2 separate regions of the Capsicum annuum genome follow, and region 2 is linked to region 1. A link is a contact called in public Hi-C data. All regions are on one chromosome and are shown on one strand. Each heading gives the region's core, a stretch centred on a gene start, on an enhancer-like site or on the middle of the called end of the contact. The rest is flanking DNA. Distances are from core to core; before and after follow the strand shown.

Region 1 (6,137 bases), core at 481-2,980:
TTATGCTCTAATGGAGATTCAAGTTCTCTCTGTATGTCCTTATCTAAGTATTTTCTGTTTCTTCGGATACGAAATAACTGCTCTCACATTTCTGCAGAGGACGGTTGATGTTCAGGTTAAAACCACTGCAATGCCAGCAGATGAAAGCTGCAGCGAGGATGAAGAAGAACACGGTGAAACACTATGCGGAAGATGTGATGGGAATTACAATGCTAATGAATTTTGGATTGGCTGTGATATCTGCGAGAGATGGTTCCATGGTAAGTGTGTGAAGATCACACCTGCCAAAGCTGAGGGCATAAAGCAGTATAAATGCCCGTCATGTAGCTTGAAGCGGAGCAGACCATAGTTGCTTCATGAATTAGAGAGAGGGGTCATGCCATCAACTTTGTTGCTATGGCAACATACAAAATAGTACAGCATTATGTAATGGGATCCTAATTATAACATTTTCACCATGATCATTGGAACGGGGGATTGAGTTTGGGTTCTTCTTCCCTTAAATGGATAGTACAGCATTATGTAATGTGGTCCTAATCATAACATTTTCACCATCGCCATTGGAACGGGGGACTGAATTTGGGTTCTTCTTCCCTTATATCCACTTTAGATGCCTAAATAGAAAGTTTGTTAATTTATTCTTGATGTTGTATTATTTTTACGGTTTGAGCTGGTTTCAGATTGTTTTACTGGTTAACTGACAGTTCTACTGGCCTTGTTAGCTTTTTGATTTTAGATTTCTTCACCCAAATGTACACTGTAAAGTAGAAAGCAAGATGCCGAGTTCAGTTAGTTGACAACTCTTTTAGCTGGCTTAGTTTGTTTCCAAAATTTATCTGCATTCATTAGATTCCTACCTATCTTCCTGTCATAATATTTATCGCCCGTGTTAACATATTGTACTTGGCAAGCACCCAAGGGTGTGGCCTATTGATCAATGAAGTGGGTCGAGAACCATAAAGTCTCAACTTCGAATCTCAGCAAAGACAAAAAGTGGAATTAGTAGAGTTGTGAACAAGCTGACCCGGACGCCATGGTTATAAAGAAAAAAACCTATTGTGCTTGGCAACAATTGTAACTTATTTTTTCCCTGATACCTGTAAGCTTTGTCCTCCAACCTTTGTAGTAGTAGAAAATGCAATGTCTGGCAAGATCAGTGCAACTTGCCATGAGCTTAAGCGGAACTCATCTTTCATCAATGAAAAGCTGAAAAGGGACATAAAAATATTGAAATAGCACCAAATGTCTGCTTTGAACACTCATATCTGTTCAATCGATATTCACCGTGAATTAACTTTCATCTAGTTTCCAGGATGTTGGTATGAAAATCATTTTCTTCTCTACAATTCTCACAGTTTATCTCATGTATTCACTTTCATAAGTTTGTCAGGTTTTTGGCGTGGTAATTGTCACACAAAGTGAAACACTTTGCGTAGACAAGATAACAACAAGAAGTTAATGCTTGGCTATGCTAACTCTAGGCATACACGTCTAAAGTTGGGGAGACCAACTTCAAACATTACCGGTACACAAGATACCAATGCTGAGTTAATGCTTGGTTATTCCTACTTCAAGCATACGAGTCTAAAGTTTGGGAGGCGAACTTCAAACATTACTCGCAACTTTAGTCTCATAGATCTGAATTTGATTCCAAAACATCCAAACATTAAATGCTTTGTAATTTTCGATTACTCTATCAATGATGTTCTTCCAACCAACTTTTTTTGTTCTTGTTAAAGACAATACACATATTTTTGTCATGCATTTTTGGGGGGGTGGGGGTCGGATCAGCAGCTAGCAAATCCAGAAAATGTACCATCCCGTTTTAAAAATACAGCAATTAAGACCTGCAGGACATAAAAAGTTCAGTGTGTACTATTAAATGCAACAATTTAACATATAGCTAGCCAAATGGGGAAACATTATAGGCCAGCTAGACTAATATTATTCAACCAACTGCCACTCTGTTTGGCATTTGCTAATACTAAATTTGGGTTGGACAACTTGGCGTGACGATAAAAGAAAAAAAAGTAGTTCAAGGTGACATTAATAATAACTATAACGTGTCTTTTTATGATCTACGTAGTAATCAATTCAGTTTTCAAATCTCTATGAAAATGAAGTTAGAGAATTCAATCATGCATTTTTAATTACTATTATTTTAAAAGAAGTCATTAATTATTTGACCCAGCTAAAATTAAAAGCTCATGCAGAAAGTACAGAGGAAGGAAAATCTTTCACGTGTACTAACTGTCATCATACCAAGATAAGGCCATGATAACACTTATCGTGGTTCAGCCTTGATAAGTAAGCTGATCACCCCCAAAGAAAAAAAATACAAAATAAATAATGCAGTAAAGTAAAACAAGGCTTCTAGAACGAAGTCGAGTCATATGTGTCGAGTTATATATATATATATATATATATATATATATATATATATATTATCAAAGGGCAGAAATTCGAACAAGATACAAAAACCATCCCAAGATGCAAATTGAATTTGAAGTACTGAAAACAAAAATAAAGACATCCAGATAGACAAGAAGAGGTTTGGGGTCGACTTTGAAGACATAGAGCAACCGATACCTCGAATATCACCAATCAATAACACGATTTGAACCTCCGTGTGTAATACTCATACTAGGATTTGCACCGAAAGGACACATTAGAGGTGAGTACAATCCATTTGTATTCAGTAGGTATCATAGGCCGACTGAGCAAAACAGAAAATAAGGTAAAATAAAATAAACTATGAGCACGTCACCTGAAAGTAGAAAAGTCTCAAACGGTAGCTCATACCGCCTCCACCAACAGTTCTAAATATATAAATATTAAAAAGAAAACAAGTACAAATACATATGAAAAGTACACGAAACTAAATACAAATCAAGGAAACTAAAGAAATATGAAATATGCATATGCAAATACAATGCAATGCAATATAGATGAGATGAATGGTGAAAGCCATCGCATGACTTTCTATATACATCCACCGAGTTCGCAGCTCCCAGGTAGGACCCATGAGGATTTTGCAATCCATATACTATATCTCATACCTCAAATCTCAAACCATCTCTCCGGCTCGTGTTCACAGAGAGGAATTTTATAAAAATGTCTTTTTTTTTTTTAAACTAATGTTCCTCAATAGTGTCAGTAACTCATGAATGTATACATATGGAATGAGGATGTAATGCTCACAATCAAATTAGTATAAAGATATCTAATCCATCTAACATGTATATAAGTGAGCCCAGAATCAACTCAATATGTCCGCAATTCGTGATTATCAACTCTAATTGGGCACCATCGAGATAAATATGCATGTAAGACATCATTTAGATCATATCAATCCATAACTCAGGCATTTCTATCATGAAAAAGACAATCAATGCTCAAAAGTCCTAAAATAACAATCTAAGCCCCACACAAATATTATATCTAGAATAACAACATTTAAATCCACAGATAAGGCCAATTATGTCAAATAAAGTCCCCACATGGGAAACACAACAATATCAGATATCACAAATCAACGATAATAGAATATAAGCCCCCACGCAGGCACACAAAAACAATAATAGTCTCGAAGTATAAACTCCATAGTTATTTCTCCAACCCATAGCATGCTTTACTTATTTATTAACTACTCAACTCAATCTGAAAGAAGTTAAGCCATAAGCTACTTCAAAAGGATAAAATTCAAGCCTAAAGTGCCTCGACACGGAGATTTCTCCTTTCGAACGACCTCAAAATCAATTAAAACATTCAAATATAGCATCTACGTGTTAAGAGAAAGTTAATGATACCCCTATTGCCCATATTTCAGTCGGTTTCAAAATAGGTTCGAAAAATGAGTTCAAAAAATAAATGGGTAAGGTCAAATTTTATTTTAGAAATATATTTTCAAAGATTATAGGAGTCTACACCTGAAAATCCATGAAAAAATGATATCCAAAATGAAGAAAAATTATTTTTAAACTTTACCATTAAAAATATCAAAGTCTCATTTCAAAATCATGATTAAAAGATGTTTTTGAAGATGTAATCAATGAAAAATAATGAGAATATAAGTTTAGAGGTTTCCCATACAAAACACGAGATAGAAATTCTTAAAAATCACCTTTTGAGAAGCTTGGAGGTCCAAAAGTGGATAAAATCATGAAATTGAGGCTTTTATATTGTTCAGTGAATAATGCCATGCGAACACAGTCAACCCTTTGCGTTCGTAAGGGTCAATGCTGACCAAACGACTAAATTGGCCTTCGCGTTCGCGGTCAAGGCTTTGCATCCGTGAAGGATGATGATTCAGGCCTTTGTGTTCACGATATCCTCGTCGAGTTTGCGAAGAAGGACTCGTCTGCCTATCGTGATTGCAGCCACAACCTTATGATTGCGATGAAAGAAAAATTCTATCTTCGTGTTCGTGGCCAGAGGTGCGCATTTGTGAAGGAGGATCTGCCATGCACCAGATATCAACAACTTTGTTGATTTTGCATGCATTCAAATTCTCCATAGGACCTTTGGAATTTGTTCGGGACCCGACAAAATTAAATCATATATACTACGAGGATACTTTCAACATTCCAGACTCAATGACCACATTAGACCTTTGAAAAATGACTATTTTTAATAAATAAACCCCCGAAATCCCTTTTTCATATATTCAAAATGAAGGATCAAAATGCAAAATTAAGGTCCCGAACCCGAACCAAGCATACTACTAACCCAAATTCTACATTCCAGACTTAATGGAACAGTCCAAATCGTCATTCAGGACTTGAAACCTCAAATATTGACCAAAGTCAACTATATGACTTTTAATGCCTCTAGAAACCACATACTCACCAAAATCACTTCTGATCACATTGAGAATTGTGTCAACCATCCCCATAATTCAAAAATGACATGTAGCAACTATAGGTAAGGTCAAAATGGTTAAAACACATGAAATAAAAATTTCACAAATTAGATCACTACAACATCCACCACTAAAACTCTAGTTTGTCCCCGAACTAAAAGAGAAGGAAATACCTGAATTGACAAAGAGTTGAAGGTAATTACTACGCATGTCGGACTCGACCTCCCAAGTAGGTTCCTTAACAGGATGGTATCTCCACTAAACCTTAACAACAAGAATATCTCTAGAATGCAACCATCTAACATTTATGGCTAAAGTAGACGTTGGCTTCTCTACAAAGGTTAACTTCTCATCTAATTGAACTGAACCCCAATGAAGCACATGAGACTCATCCAAAATATAGCGCCAAAGCATAGATATATGAAAAACTAGATGAACATCTAAAAAGTCTGGAGGTAAGGCCAACTTATAAGCAAACTCCACAAATGGCCTAAAAATCTTAAATGGTTCAATGTACCTCAGGCTATGCTTGCCCCTCTTCCTAATCCTTATCACGTCCTTTATGAGCTCCACATGAAGAAAGACTCGATCACCAATCTCAAACTTTAAAACACGAAGTCTACTATCTGCATAGATCTTTTGCATACTCTATGCTCCTTGAAGCCTATCCTAAATCATCTGAACCCTGTTCAAAGACTCACAAAGCAAGTCCGTACCATGGGGTCTAACCTCTGAAGTCTTAAACCAATCAATAGGAGATCGACAACGCTTACCATATAATGCCTTGAAAGGTGTCATCTCAATACTCGAATGGTAGCTATTGTAAGCAAACTTTGCTAAGTACAAATATTGCTCCCAATAACCTCCGAAGTCCATAACACAAGCACAGAGCATATCCTTCAATACCTGAATAGTTCGCTTCAACTAACCATCAGTCTAGGGGTGGAAAGTTGTGCTAAGGTCAACATGAGTACCCAACTTCTCCTGAAAAGTCTACTAGAAGCTAAAAGTGAACACTGGCCCTATGTCTGAAATAATAGACATATGTACCCCATAAAGATGAACTACACCATGAACACAGATACAGGCCAACATCTTGGCATTGAAGAAAATTTGAATAGGTATGAAATTGGTTGATTTGGTCAATCGATCCATAATAACCCAAATATTTTATGACCCACGAGAAGTACGAGGCAACCTACTCACGAAGTCTATAGTGATCCGCTTCTACTTTCACTTAGGAATAGGTAGCTCTTAAGAAAATCACTTGATCTCT
Region 2 (6,564 bases), core at 780-3,279, 210 kb after region 1:
TATACCCTCAAGTATAAGATCCATTTTTATCAACTTGTGGCAAATTTAACTGGCCAACTGTTAAATGAGCTCCCACCTTTTCGCTTTCTTGGTGACTCAAAATCATTATCTCAAAGTTGAAGTGGAGGGTGCTTACCATCCGAGCAACCTTCACTTATCTAGGGTCAGATAATTTTAGTTGTTAACTTTTCTAGGTCTGGTTATACTTGTTGTAATTAGGGTAAATTCTGGTCTAGTAATATTATTTATCGGTTATATGTACGTTTGAGTTTTTCTTCCAGTTTATCTTAGCTCGTCATATACCTATTCGTTCGACTTTTTTTTTTTATAACATTTCTTCTTATATATAGAGAGAGAAAAGTCATGATTAAAGAATTGATCCAGTCCCTTCATATTACTTCTGCAATTACTATACATCAACTAATCAAAGGAATCCAGCTCCTCTCCATTTTCACCCAAGGTCATACCTTGATTGAATGATACATGGCATCGTTCAAAATTGAATGCAATAAAAAGGTTAATTCACAAAAAAACTAAAAGATGAAATTCTTGCGTAGGAAAAACAAGTAGGAAGAGAACTTTTTATTGCTTTATTTATGGATATGTTAAAATTGTGGGATCACAATATTTTTTTAAACTAAATATATAATGTAGCTATTATCTAAACAATAGTTAGAGATTTACTTAGAATAATTAAATTTTAGTCATTCAATTTGAACTATGTCAGATGTTATTATTCAAGATAGGAACTTGGACAAAATGGAGAGAGTGGAAATGGAGGGGAGCCGAATCGGCATCGAAACTTCCATTGAACGTTACTCCTGGTAGCAAATAATATTGAAGCAGATCTGCTTCAATTGAGAGAATACAACAACATAGTGAAATCCAACGAGTGGAGTCTGGGGAAGATAGATGCACGCAGACCTTACAACTATCCCGTGGAGATAGAGAGATTATTTCTAGAGGACTTCATTTGAGAGTATGAGCATTAGAATTTAAACCTGCCTACTCTCCATACTCCAAGAATTAGTTTCTTATGGGCACAAAATATGATAGGGTTACTTCTTTCTAGGGGTAGGGGTGGGCATGATATGGTATATACTGAATACCAGATTGAAATCGAAATTTTTTATACCGCAGTATGGATGTTATGGTATTTGGTAGGAATTTTAAATTATTTTGATATTTGATATGGTATTTGGTATTTATGCAATAAATACCGAAATGCCGTATACCGCACCGAAGTTTTTTAATAACATATAAAACCCATATATATATTATATTTAACATTATTAAATATATTTATATATCATCCATTATCCAATTGAACACAAAAGTAGCTTTTATTCAGAAATAAATTTTTTGAGAAGCTTATTATTTAAGAGTACTATGCTTAAGTTTTGGTACAGTTGTTCAGAGTTTGCATCTCAGACTATTCAATTGTGATTGAAATGTTATTTTTGTGTAATTGATTAACAAAGATAGTTGTTAGCCTAACATGATTGAGATGTTTTTAAAATTTAAAGTTATAGTTTTTTTAGATGAATATATGTAATTTTAGAAATCAAATAAAGTATGATTACCGAATTACCATACCGTAAAATACCGAAACCGAATTTAAAAATACCGAACCATGCCGAACTAATTTGGTATGGTAATGGTATTATTCTTTTATATACCGAAAATCAAAGTTACCGTACCGAAGTTTAAAATACCGTACCGTACCGTACCATGCCCACCCCTACTTCTTTCACAAAGACTATGCTCTACTACGTAGTTTTTGAGTTTTCTGAACAAGAACAATTGTTCAGAGAAGAGGAAAGAATCATACATTGTGCGTTACCATCACCGATAAACTAATTGGTTTACTCAAACTAACAATTTGAAGAGGTTAACCAGATGAAAGTCACCTCTTCTTGATCCTGGAACGCCAACAATCTAAGCCGAACACCGTAACAATATCAAAGTATGATATAATGCACGTTGGATACAGTACTTACTACTTCTGCCTCTCTGAACTTCTCACTCGTTCCCCAAGTTAAGTGACCCGTCCTTCATTAGCTTCACACTCAGACTATTAAATCTCCCTCTTGAGTAATGTCGAGAAGCCTTTCTCCAATCTGTCCCAGTTTTCATCATGGCTGCAAATTCATCATAGCTTATGCGCCCATCCTGCAAAAAAGTGAAGATGAAAAGAAATCATCACTACTCTGTATTCATGTTTAGTCATACAGGATTTGTGTGCTGGTCTGTTTACCTTGTCTGTATCGACTTCCTGGAAAATGTCATTAGCAACATTGGTACAGTCATCTGAGCCATCCTCCATCAGTGCATCCCGAAGTTCATCTGGTTCGATATAACCATTGCCATCCTTGTCGAAGAAGGAAAAAGCTCTGTGCAGATGTTCGTCATTTGACATCCTTTGAAGATGGAGTGAGATGGCAATAAATTCCCCATAGTCCAGAGTCCCTTTCCCGTTAGTGTCAATCTGTTAAAAATGGACCCAACTTATTAATATCTGTGGCATTGTCGCTTATTTTTTAAATTGTTTTTGCTGTCCGTCCTTCATTATTATTTTCACTAATTCTTATCAAGGGATAGAGGATAAAGTTTTTACGTGTTTTATATGAAGTATTTCAACCATTAACTGCATTTCAAGGATAATGCTAGCAATGAACTATAAGAGGAAAGCATAATTATCTGCACCAGTTTCTAAGTATTAAGACCTCAGCACAGAAGAGTAACATTAAAATCACTGAGGCTGCGAAGCATACATCAAAAGTAGAATCTATTTGTCGATCTCTAAATAGAAACAAGGTCAATTTAGGAAATCATGAGGGGAAATCAACTAACCCATAAAGAACAGAGATAGTCATCCATTACCCTGGTGATATAAGTCAACTTTTATTCGTTTAAGAGATAAACTCGCAAACTATAGATAAGACGACAACTACAACTTTCCCCAAAAATCCGAAATCAAAAAGGAAGATTGAATAGTTCTTTTCTGCCTTTTCTCTTTCCTCGTCCGTCCTTTCCTAGTAGTTTCTTTCCCCCTCTTTTAACTGATAAAATGAACTCTCCATGCTTCCGTGGTTTTAAACTGTTCATCTTTTTCTCTGCTGATTCTCTATGAGAGGAAACATATAATAAATATTTCAGCAGGGTCAATATCTTTTTCTTTAATAATCATGGTGTCTGGGCCAGCTTGCATGCACCTATACTAATTCCACAGGGTGCCTGCTATCTCCCACCAGCATAGGTCCCAGCAAGATCAATTTATCCTAGAGCAACAAGGTTGGGCCACACAAATTTAAGTCTAAAACAACTATTCTAGTCCAAGAGGCAACATACATACGTTATGGACAAAGTTCATAACATTAACATGTGAGATGATAAGGATTGCAGATATTATCAGCCTTTAAATACCACAAGCAAGCTTATGTATTACTCCTAGTTAACCCAGGGAAAAACTGAGACATCAAAGCTAAAAAGTTTTTTATCAAAGAACAGGCAGGTGTACTCACAGCTTCAATAAGCATCTTGATTTCAGAATCAGCCAGCTGTGAATTGACTTTTTGAAGTCCAGCTTTTAGTTCTTCTACAGAAACAATACCATCGTTATCGGTATCTATCTTGCTAAACATTTCTTTGAGGTCTTCAACTTCTTCATTTGACAAGAAATCAGCAATTACCTGCATTTGATAGAGCACCTTTTAGTGTTCCTAAGAGCAAGGGTGTTTAGTACAAAAATATTGTACGAATATTAAACTAACCCTCAGAGCTTTCCTCTTAAACCTATTCATCATTGCGAACTGCTTAAGTCTTGACTTGACCATATCTCCAAGAGGAACATTTGGAGCCTTCTTAGCATTTTGAAGCCAAGGATGTTCTACAAGACAGAATACATATTACAGAAAATACAAGAAAACCACCTTCAAGCTTCAAAATGGAGATTATCTGCCAATTTTCCAAATCTTATTTCAATTCATCAAATTCAGCAGTGTCCATTTTTTGTAAACTTCAGCTGTCATAAAACTGAAAAAGGTTTTCTTTCTTTCTTGATAGGCAGAATACCGAAACAGACACATGTACTTGATTTTAAAGCCCCTAGTCTCGGTTTTCCTATTTTAATACTTCTATTAAACAGAATAAGCATTAATAAACGCCTTAGACAGTTGACCTTCTTGCCTATATGGAGGCAGTGCAGTTGATGTGGCTGAATTGCACGCTGAATTCAGCCACATCAGCTACACCACCTCCATAAAGGCATGATCACTGTTCAAAGACGCATTTATTAATACTTACTCCGATAAGTAGAGGTGATGCCGACTTTAAAATCCGGTGCAAGTACAAATGCCAATTTAGATATTCAATCTTTTTATAAGAAAATTTATAGAAGTCAAAAGTTCCATCACACTAAACAACTCAGGAATCCCCAACTAAAGTAGTTTACAAGACATATATGACATGCTATTTATTTCTTTGCATTTGCATTTCTCCATTAATTATCTTATTCAATCTTAGCTTGTCCCAAATTAAAAATTCCCTAAATGTTCATTAGTCCCCCCCCCCCCCCCCCCTTTCCTTCCTCATCCCTCTTCGTCCCAAGTTGCTTGAGGTTGCACACATAACTTAAGTTTCTTCAACATTACGCATTAAGCTTCAGAAAGGCTAACATAATGATGTACAAGAATAAGCAAGCAAACAAGGTAACAACAGCATCTCTCAAGCATCTGAGTGAACCACATACTAGTTTAGATATTAACTTTAGATTGTCAGAAAAATGTAAGAAAGGTATAGGACAATCATCACATGGTAATTTGCCCGTTTCTGCCATTGTTTGATTTCAACGTTTGCTGAGATCTCATACCGCACTTACTGAACCCTCCAGCTGGCTTAGTAGATGGTCAAAATGTGATATTTTGGAAAGTACCCAGGTAATATTTTGGCATAATACATAAACCTGTCCTTTAACTTGACCTCCAATCACATCTATGACCTCCAACTTTGGGTGTGCACAGGCACTTAAACTTGTATAAAGTTGAACAAGTAGACACACATCCTATGTGGCATAATACACGTAGTACGCCATGTAGGACATGAAGTGGACATGTAGAACGCCACATAGGACATATGTGTCTACTTGTTCAACTTTATACAAGTTTAAGTGCCTACATGTCCACACCCAAAGTTAAAGGTCATAGATGAGGCCAAGTTAAAGGGCATCTTTATGTATTGTGCCTAGTATTTTAAGTGCATGCATGTTTACCTGACTGATTCAAAAAAGATGAAGAGAAAGCAGTGTACTGTATTGAGGCAAGGGTATGCTAAAAGATCATAACAAGCACTTTGAGCTTAAACAGAAAGTGTAAAACCCAACGTACCAAGTACTTGTTTTGCAGTTAGTCGTAGCTTTGGATCTGGCTCCAACATTTGACGTACAAGATTCTTAGCACTGTCTGAAATACTTGGCCAGGGCTCACGCTTGAAATCTATTGCCCCTCGTAAGATGGCCTGTGCAACTCCTTGTTCAGATTCTGCAACAAAGGAGTGCCTCAAATTAAATGAGAGAGATGGTATGTAAGAGTGAGTAGATGAGACGGATTATAGAAAGCGAAGTTACCGGCCCAAAATGGAGGAACCCCACATAACAAAATATATAAAATGACTCCTGCACTCCATATATCTATTTCTGGTCCATAGTTCCGCTTGAGCACCTCTGGAGCCATATAATAAGGGCTTCCAACTATTTCAGAAAACTTCTCACCTGAAAACCACAGCTTTTTTTAAACACAATTAACATGTTACAGAAATAACTCAACCAAAATGTTTGATGAAAAAAGCTTACAATAGCCATAGTTTGATGAAAAAAGCTTACAATAGCCATAGTTTTGGTAGAAAAAACAACTTGAATATTAAGACCAAACAATGGGTGCAACCACAACAGTCACTTTGATAAACTGAGGAAGAGAATCAACTCAAATATCTACCTCATCAAAGATAGTTTTGCTACAGGAGGAAACTAAGTAGGCGTTTGGACATGAATTGAACAATATTTGAAGTTCAAGTTCAAAGATGATATTTGAAAGTTCAGTTTTTATGTTTAGACATGTATTTCACTTGAGAAAAGATTGGAGTTCTGTAAATGGAAAAAAAAAATCAATTGAAAAAATGGTAAAAACAACCAAAAAATCATTGTAACGTGTACCCAAATCTTGTTTTGAAAACAAAGAAAAATTCATGCCCAAACGGGCCATAAAAGACTATGTCAAAGGATGTTTTACACAGAGAGACAGAAATCCGGCAAGAAATCTGAAAGGCCTAAACCATGCTTCAGAAGTAATAAGAAAGATGTCCATTACAAAGTTACATCTTCTGTATTTGAGGGAGAAAAAAAAAAGTTGAATCCTAAAATTTAGCTAGAAATCTAGACCCTTCCCACCCAAATATAAAGCAAAAATAGGAATACCAAAGAGAATGTTAAAAAGATAAACAAAGAAAAGGAAAAAAGAAACTGGAATCTTTTAGAAAACTCCTTAAGAGACGAGACAAATTACTATCTTC

What was found. A called contact is a pair of places that touch in the nucleus more often than the background predicts.
Region 2: a Hi-C map of leaf shows a contact between it and region 1, with 2.7 times the contacts expected there. The contact joins two enhancer-like sites. A contact is called at or near these places in 2 of 5 Hi-C or Micro-C datasets (leaf and placenta).

Annotation. Positions count from the first base shown.
Region 1 is chr10:188,603,016-188,609,152 of UCD10Xv1.1, forward strand. It overlaps LOC107843449 (PHD finger protein ALFIN-LIKE 1), which reads left to right. Exons shown (of 5, transcript XM_016687750.2): 5 at 98-858. The coding sequence ends at 349. Among protein-coding and RNA genes, the nearest start is that of LOC107843449, 11 kb to the left of the region's middle. Within about 2 kb of position 1,731, at least 3 of the 5 cell types and tissues checked have an H3K27ac peak or open chromatin away from gene starts, as enhancers often do. A contact at or near this core is called in leaf, where this site is marked.
Region 2 is chr10:188,814,287-188,820,850 of UCD10Xv1.1, forward strand. It overlaps LOC107873402 (calcium-dependent protein kinase 13), which reads right to left. Exons shown (of 7, transcript XM_016720249.2): 2 at 5,624-5,767; 3 at 5,385-5,537; 4 at 3,774-3,889; 5 at 3,525-3,692; 6 at 2,258-2,488; 7 at 1,617-2,172. The coding sequence ends at 2,023. Among protein-coding and RNA genes, the nearest start is that of LOC107873402, 10 kb to the right of the region's middle. Within about 2 kb of position 2,030, at least 2 of the 5 cell types and tissues checked have an H3K27ac peak or open chromatin away from gene starts, as enhancers often do. A contact at or near this core is called in leaf, where this site is marked.